Regions from separate parts of the Macaca mulatta genome. Here region 1 is linked to region 2. The links are chromatin contacts, called in public Hi-C maps. All regions are on one chromosome and are shown on one strand. The core of a region is the stretch at or near the end of the contact, and the rest is flanking DNA. Distances in the headings are between cores, read along the strand shown. Region 1 overlaps SEMA5B (semaphorin 5B). Region 2 holds the start of SEC22A (SEC22 homolog A, vesicle trafficking protein).

Region 1 (3,757 bases), core at 307-2,806, 270 kb after region 2:
TATTCCTGGGATCTGGGCTGGAGCGAGGCAGGGGAAGTTCCCCAGAAGCAGCATCTTGTGGCCTGTCAGCTCAGTCACAGGCAGCCAGTCCAGAGCCTAGTTTCCAATTGGCAGGAAAGTAAGCCAAGATGCCAAACCCAGCAGGTCGGGGCCTGGGGGAAGCCAGTGCAGAGGAGGTTCAAAGTGGGCGGGAGGAAGTGGACCCAGGGGTCCCACCCTGAGCTCCAGGCAGCTGGCTTTTTATTTGGTTCCTGTGGTGTGCAGATGAAGGCCTTCTGGGAGTGTAATGTGGCTGAAGGGAGGAAGAGAAATAGATACACAGAAATAAAAGCAAGGCTGTTAAGACTCTGCGCCTGATGACTGAATTCTGGGGTTTGGTTCATCCAGGTCAGTGTTGACCCTGGTGTCAGCCTGGGGCAGGTATCTTATGGCAGCCCATAGCTCAGGCTTGGAGCAGGGTCTCAGCTCCAAGGGCATTCCCTGAAGGGCCCTACAGACAAGCCCCCAAAGTGCCAGGAACTGGCTTGACCACCTTTCCCAGCGTGTCTCTGAGGGGCCTGACCTCAGTATTTCAGGCTGGATTCACTGTGACAGAACTAAGGAAATAAATACATTTTATGTCCACATTCCCACCCTGGTGTGTGCCATCTGTCCACAGAGGGGAGAGAACAAGCAAGAGGTTGGGGCGGGCCGTCCAGCGTCCCCTGGAGCAGACCTTGGCCTCTGGTCTTCAGTGCCCGGTCCTCCTGTCTGTTGTCTGGTGAGGAAGCCCCAACTTGTAACTCTCAAAGTCTGACTTCAGGGGTTGTCCTGCCAGTGCCTTCTCCGGGGGCTTTGGGTCCCTGGTTATAAGCTTTCAGTTCTCAGTGTCTGCTGTCACCAGCAACCAAGTGCTGAAAATGATCTGCACCACTTCGCTGACAGGGGCGGCTAGGCCAGGGTTCCCCAGCCCAGCTTCCTCTACTCTCCCTGTGGCCTGGGGCTACACTTGGGTTAAAACTCCCCATTAAAGAGCCAACTGATTCTCCCACTTGGCCCCAGGGCATGATTTAAGCAAACTTAAAACTCAGTGCTTTATTGATAGTTTAAATAATTAACATTCCGTAAAGAAAAATCTAAATGTAAACAGTTTTTGCAAACCAGTATCCATTAAGGGACTTCTAAGTACCTAACCCCTATTAAACAATTTATGTAAACCTCTCTTCCTTAAAGAAAATTGAATGCCCAGCTCCTTCCCAATCCTCCAAGCTCTGAAGTAGGGAAGAGGTGCAGCTAGGAGCAGATGGGGCAGTGTGTGTGTTGGGGATGGAGGAGTAGGGGGAAATCAAATCAGCTCACCTGTATGGTTATTTATCAGTCTAACTTAATGAACTGGTACCGGGAAAGAAAAGGAGGCCAGTGATCGACAGCGTCCCCGGGCTGCTGAGAGGACCAGCATGATGAGCTGTCTTGGAGTTGGCAATTAGGAGCTCGTGAGCGACCTTTGCCAGAACAGTTCCATGGGACGACCTGGCTGGAGGCCTAATTGCAACAGATTTATGATCTTGGTTTGCCAGATATCCTGCGAGGCAGAAACGAGGACTGTTCTGCACATATGCGTCAGGACGCACAACGGGGCTTTGTTCGGGCCTGGGCAGACATGGAGCGCAGTGCCTGAGCTCTCTTCCAGTTTATCTCCACGTCCTCCAAGCTCAAATCTGGCAGCCCTGGAGTGGTTTGAAGTTTAAACTCCACTGAGCAGTGGACTTAATGCTCCAAAAATGCATAGACACTCAGCCATTGTCCCTGGCCCCCAAGTGTCCGTGGGAGTTGCTGAGTTTACAGGGAGATGATCCACGTCTCTGAGTGTCGCCTGCTTCCTCTCACAGCATGAAAACCACAGAGCTACTGTTACTAGAGATCATTCTGGAATTTCTGGGACAGCCCTTGTTTAAAGCACTCTGTGTTCCAGATTGATCAGACACATCTCTCTCCACCCCTTCACAAAACTCCACTAAAAAGAGTGAGAAATTTTAAAGGGTGCACATTCACAACAACAGAGAGAATGAAAAAGATGTCAGTGAAGAGGAGATTATGCATTCTGGGGCAATGGAAAGTGGTCAGAGGCTGGGCACAGTGGCTCACGCCTGTAATCCCAGCACTCCGGGAGCCCGAGGCGGGCGGATCACCTGAGGTTAGTAGTTCAAGACCAGCCTGGCCAACATGGTGAAGCCCCATCTCTACAAAATTAGCTGGGCATGGTGGTGGGTACCTGTAATCCCAGCTACTTGGGAGGCTGAGGCTACTCAGGAATCACTTGAACCCGAGAGGTGGAGGTTGCAGTGAGCAGGGATGGCACCACTGCACCCCAGCCTGGGCAACAAAGTGAGACGCTGTCAAAAAGAAAGAAGGAAGGAAGGAAGGGAGGGAGGGAGGGAGGGGAAAGAAAGAAAGAAGAAAGAGAGAAAGAGAGAAAGAAAGAAAGAAGAAAGAAGGAAGGAAAGAAAGAAAGAAAGAAAGAGAAAGAGAGAGAGAAAAGGAAGAAAAGGAGGAAAGAAAAGTAGATAGAGCAGATTGGCTTGCAGAGGGGATGCAGTGGACAGGCAGCTGACTCCTCAGAAGGGCCCCAAAATTGGGTGTCCCATATTGTGTGATGTGAAGATGAGGTACAAGGATAAAAGGGATGATTGATTGAAATTCTCTAAATTAAAGGGTTGGGACCCAGGTCTCCTATCCCATCCCAAACAGCAATCCCTTCTTCCATCTTCTCCCTCCCTCCAAGAAAGGAAACCAAGACCCTTTCTCCAAACATTCAACTGGAAACGCCCTATATTTAGGGACTCCTAAAGGGCACTGATGGTGTGTGATCAAACGAAAGTCTACTTCCTCCTCCCACCCCCTGCTCCCCCAGCCCCACTTCCAGGCAGGAGACTGAGGGAGTCTTTGCTGGAAAAACTCAATGACTCCAGAGACCAGACTTTTAGAATATGACATAGAGGGTCTCCCAGTGAAAAAGGCTCCTCACCCAGCACCCTAGGAGAAGCCCACCAGTCTCTATGAGCCCTCCCATGGAGTTTCCAGTGAGCTGGTTAGTACTTTTACTCTTAAGGCAAACAAACAAAGATGCTTTTTTATCATGTAATTTCATACACACACAAAAGCAAAGAGAATTGTACATGAACCCTGTGTATTCAACAGCACTTAAAAGCTTTAACAATTATCAGCTCATGGTCAATCATCTTTCATCTACATATATCCCCCCACATCTCTGTCCTGAAGCAAATCTCAGACATATCATAACATCCATAAATATTTCAGTATACATTTCTAAAAAGTAGGGAATTTTTTTTTTTTTTTTGAGGTGGGTCTGACTCTGTCACTAAGGCTAGTGGCACAGTCATTACTCACTGCAACCTCCAGCTCCTGGCCTCAAGCTGTCCTGCCTCAGCCTCCCAAAGTGCTGGAATTACAGGTATAAGCCACCATACCAGGCTGGGATTCTTCTTATGTAAGTGGCCCAAAGTTAAAACTTCATATCACTAAATGTCCAGTTATTGTTTACATTTCCTTACTTATAAAAGTTTAAAATAATTTCAGTTATTTAAATCAGGATTCAAATATGCTGCAATTTGTTGATATGTCTCTTTAAAACAATATTTCTCTCTGTGCAATTTTTTATTGAAGAAGCCTGGTCACCTGTCCTATAGAGTTTCCCACAGCCTGGATTTTGCTGATTGTAATGCAAGTGGCATGACTGAACATGTTGCTTTCTTCCCTG
Region 2 (4,077 bases), core at 540-3,039:
AGTGCCACATAGTTCACAGTTGGGTAGGTAGAACTGCCAATTTACAGATGAGGAAACTGAGGCTTACTTTCTCAACGTCACACTGCTAGTATATAGCAGAACTGGTACTTCAGTCTAAGTTTCTAGTATCTACACACTACTATGCTTCATCAGTCTACCAAAACCAACAAGAGATAAGAAACCAGGGATATAGAAACTCCTATTCACTTGCTGCCTGGGTTCTAATCCTGGCTCCACCATGTAGCAGACATGTAAATTTGGGCAAGCTTTGCCTTTCTACATCTATACATTATGGCTACTAACAGTATCTATCTCATAGGCTTATTTTAAAGATGCCAATAGTATCTATCTCATAGGATCATGTAAAGCGCCTGAAACACTGCCTTGTAACATACTAAAAGCACTATATTAAATATTTGCTATATTATTTATTGATTACTCTCCATGGACCACGCACTTTATACACATTACCTCATTTAAGCCTTCCAAAAACCTGTGAAGTAGGTATTATTAGTTCCATTTTACCTTTGAGGAAATTCAAGCCCAGAAAGCTTAAGGAATTTTTTTAATCCCTAAACTAGTACGTGACAAAGTAGGGATTTAAACTCAGACCCAACTCTAACAACTCTGTGAGACACTCAAGGAAGGTCACAGGCACCCCTGTGATACCTGGGCCTCTTTCATAGACCAACATAAGATATACTTCGATTTTAACCAGTTGCACGCACACACACACAAAAAGGCACTAAACAGATGTGATGGTTTTCAACATAGGAAATACCCGAATGTCCCATTACTTTAGGATACGGTCACAGGTGTCAGAATCAAATACTGAAGGAACCTTAATATGCCAGAAATTGTAGGTACCGTTTAAGGCACCGCCTGATTCCTTCCGATCTTAGCATGTAAGCAAATATCAATAACATGAAAAGTGATTCAGAGTTTGAAAAGTGGCTGTTCCCCTGACTGAAGTTCCCAACATCTCCAGTCTGGTGGCTGACATTTTTGCTCTGGGCTAGGCTTTGCCTTGGCTGAATAGGCCCAGGAGGGACTGGTTCTCAAGCTAGCCCCCTGCCCCAGGTGGATGACCCAGGAAACTAAGCAGCAGGAGAAAAATTATCTTAAGCTGTCTTCACTGGCAGAGAGATTCAGGACAGCTGGGGCTTGTCCTTTTCTTTCGGAAGCCTCCTCCACTTGTTGAGCCAATTGCTCAGGTCTCCCTTCTGCCACATCGTTCCCAAAGTGACTCTTGAGGCAGGGTCTCAAGAGGTTTCCGTGAGCCAACACGGGCAAATATCTGGGTTCAGTGCTCACTCCATCCCCGCAAGACGTAAAGTAAGACACTGGTTCAAGTCCCATTCTGCCTAACAGAAATAGGAAATACCACCTCAAGCTCCCGCGGGCCACCTACACAGGTAGATCACCGTGTTTCTGACAACTGGGCGCCAGGGAATCCCTACCAACCTACTGACAGCCAAGTGCGACTGTCCCTCCCCTTTAGACACTCCTTCCCTGGCTGCCCAATACCCCAGGCGGCTCAGACGAGGCGCAACGGCCGCCCGCGTGGCCCCAGAGAAACCTCAAGTCGAAGTGGACGGGGTCCCTGCTTGCCCGTCCCTCCAGAGCTCCGCGGCCCCGGCTCCCACCCCAAAGGCACGGACTTGGCTCCTGCCCGTCGGGTAGGTCTTCAGTCCCGAGGGCGAAGACCGAGGCTGTCGCGGGAGGCAGGGAGAGGGAGGGGAGAGGCCGGCAGGGGTTCGAACGACCCCTAAGAAGGGAAGAAGAGGACTGGGAGGGGCCGGGTAGTACCTGTCGAGACGGGACCCGCCGCTCCGAGTGACGCACCCCGCAGTGCATTGTGGGGCCTGGGAGGGGCCTTTCGGCGGGGCTGCGCCGCGTCCAACGTGGCTCGCGCCCGCGGAATCAAACCACGCCCCCGTTCCCTCGGCTCGCCCAGGCCAATCGGATTCTGCAGGAAGGACACAACAACCCGCCCGATCCCAGGACCCGCCTTAGTCCCACCCGCTCCAGGAGAGATTGGCAGCGTCTCTCGCACCTGCGCCAGAAAAGTACAGTCCTCTGATGACAGAACTACGTTGACTTTAGAAATAGGGCCAATCCCCTCCGCTCGCCGCCCTGTATCTGCAGGCATTTTGTCTTTCACACGCGGCCCCTACAGCAGACACTTATAAAGGGGACAGGGAGAAAAGCCCCCTGTGGGTGAGCAAGGAGAGGACCTGGCCCCGTCTATACCCACACACAAGAAGGAAACAAACTATGGCAGAGAAGTGCCAGATGCCGACCCCTTGACCCCTTCCAGCTTTCGCATCGGTCATGCGTTATTAAACAGGCATTTACTGGCTGTTTACCATGTGCCAAGCACCGTGTTAAACGCGGGGTTACAGGAGTGGACATAACACTTGATGGAATTTAAGACGTAATTGGAGCAAAAGATATGAAAGCATAAATAGTTACAGAATTATAAATTGTGATCAGTACTGGGAGGGAAAATTAGTGGGTGCAATGATGAATTAATTTTGGACTGTCAGGAAAGAGACTTCTGAATAAGTGCCTTTTAAGCTGCAGGCATATTAAAGAACCTTAGAGAATGTTCCCCGTCAAGGAACTATTATGTGTGAGGTTGTTGGGGCATGAAAGAACTTCTTGTGCTCTAGGAAGTAAAAGGAAGTCAGTGTGGATGGAGTGTAGGGAGCAAGGAGAAACTTCCAAAATACAGCCTGAAATCTGTAATGTGGCCAATAAGAGCCAGCATGGTCTGGCCCTTGTCTCATCTCAGCCCAAGGTCAATGGGCAACTAATAAAGACTATTAAGTAGGATCCTATTTGCATATTTAAGAATCACTCAGGCTGTTTGTGGAGAATAGTTCGGAAGAGGGCAAGAAAGGCTGCTGGAAGGCCATTTGGAGGCAGTTGCATCAGGCAAAGCCAGAAATGATGGCTTGAACTAGTATAATGGGAGTTAGAGACAGAAAGAGGTAGATAATTTCAAGATATGTATAAATTAGAGATGGTATCCAAGGGACTTAATAACAGATTGGTTTGCCGGGAAGGGTCAAGAAAGAGGAATATTAAGGATGACTCCTTAAGTAACTAGATGGATTAAGAAGCCATTTACTGATTCACAGAACACAGGAGGAGGAGCAAATGGCTTGGAATATGTTAAATTTGAAATGTCTATAAATAGAGATGTCAAGTAGATTTGGATATGTAGGTCTAAAGTTCAGAAGAAAGGCCTGAACTAACATAGATTTGGTCCTAGATATATACTCAACATAAATGTATTCATATATTCACCGGAAAACATATGTATAAGAATGTTCATGAAATGAATAAATTTTAGAATATTCTCATCTGGCGCTATGGCTCATGCCTGTAATCCCAGCACTGTGGGAGGTCGAGGGGGGTGGATCACTTGAGGTCAGGAGTTCGAGACCAGCCTAGTCAACATGGTGAATCCCTGTCTCAACTAAAATACAAAACAATTAGCCAGGCGTGGTGGTGGGCATCTGTAATCCCACCTACTTGGGAGGCTGAGGTAGGAGAATTGCTTAAACTGGGAGGCAGAGGTTGCAGTGAGCCAAGATCACACCACTGAACTCCAGCCTAGGCAACAGAGCAAGACTCCATCTCAAAAAAAAAAAAAAAAAAAAAAAATTCACATAATAGAATACTATATAGGAAGGACAATAATCTACAACTATATGCAAAGCATGCATGAATTTTACAATCACAAAAATTGAGTGAAATAAGTCAGACACAAAAAATGATTACTATATTACTCCATTTACATAATGTTCAAAATAAGAACTCATATAAGGTAATAGAAGTAAAATATTGGTTACCCTTAGGTAACCAATTAGTTACAATTATTAGTGTTAATAATTAGAAAGGAGCAATAAGGGATTACTGGAGTTCTAGTAATGTTCTTATTGATCCAGGTGTTGATTACATGGTGTTTTCAATTAATGAAAATTCACTGGACTAGATATGATGGCTCACACCTGTAATCCCAGCACAGCACTTTGGGAGGCTGAGGAGGCCGAGGCAGGCAGATTG

What was found. A called contact is a pair of places that touch in the nucleus more often than the background predicts.
Region 1: a contact with region 2 is called in a Hi-C map of fetal cortex germinal zone, with 1.7 times the contacts expected there. The contact joins the enhancer-like site here to the promoter of SEC22A in region 2. A contact is called at or near these places in 2 of 14 Hi-C or Micro-C datasets (fetal cortex germinal zone and liver).

The regions. Positions count from the first base shown.
Region 1 is chr2:160,839,790-160,843,546 of T2T-MMU8v2.0, forward strand. The region is part of intron 4 of SEMA5B (semaphorin 5B); the gene reads left to right. Among named protein-coding and RNA genes, the nearest start is that of SEMA5B, 93 kb to the left of the region's middle. Within about 2 kb of position 1,557, at least 4 of the 40 cell types and tissues checked have an H3K27ac peak or open chromatin away from gene starts, as enhancers often do. A contact at or near this core is called in fetal cortex germinal zone, where this site is marked.
Region 2 is chr2:160,564,996-160,569,072 of T2T-MMU8v2.0, forward strand. SEC22A (SEC22 homolog A, vesicle trafficking protein) reads right to left here and starts at 1,790. Exons shown (of 8, transcript NM_001194575.3): 1 at 1,662-1,790.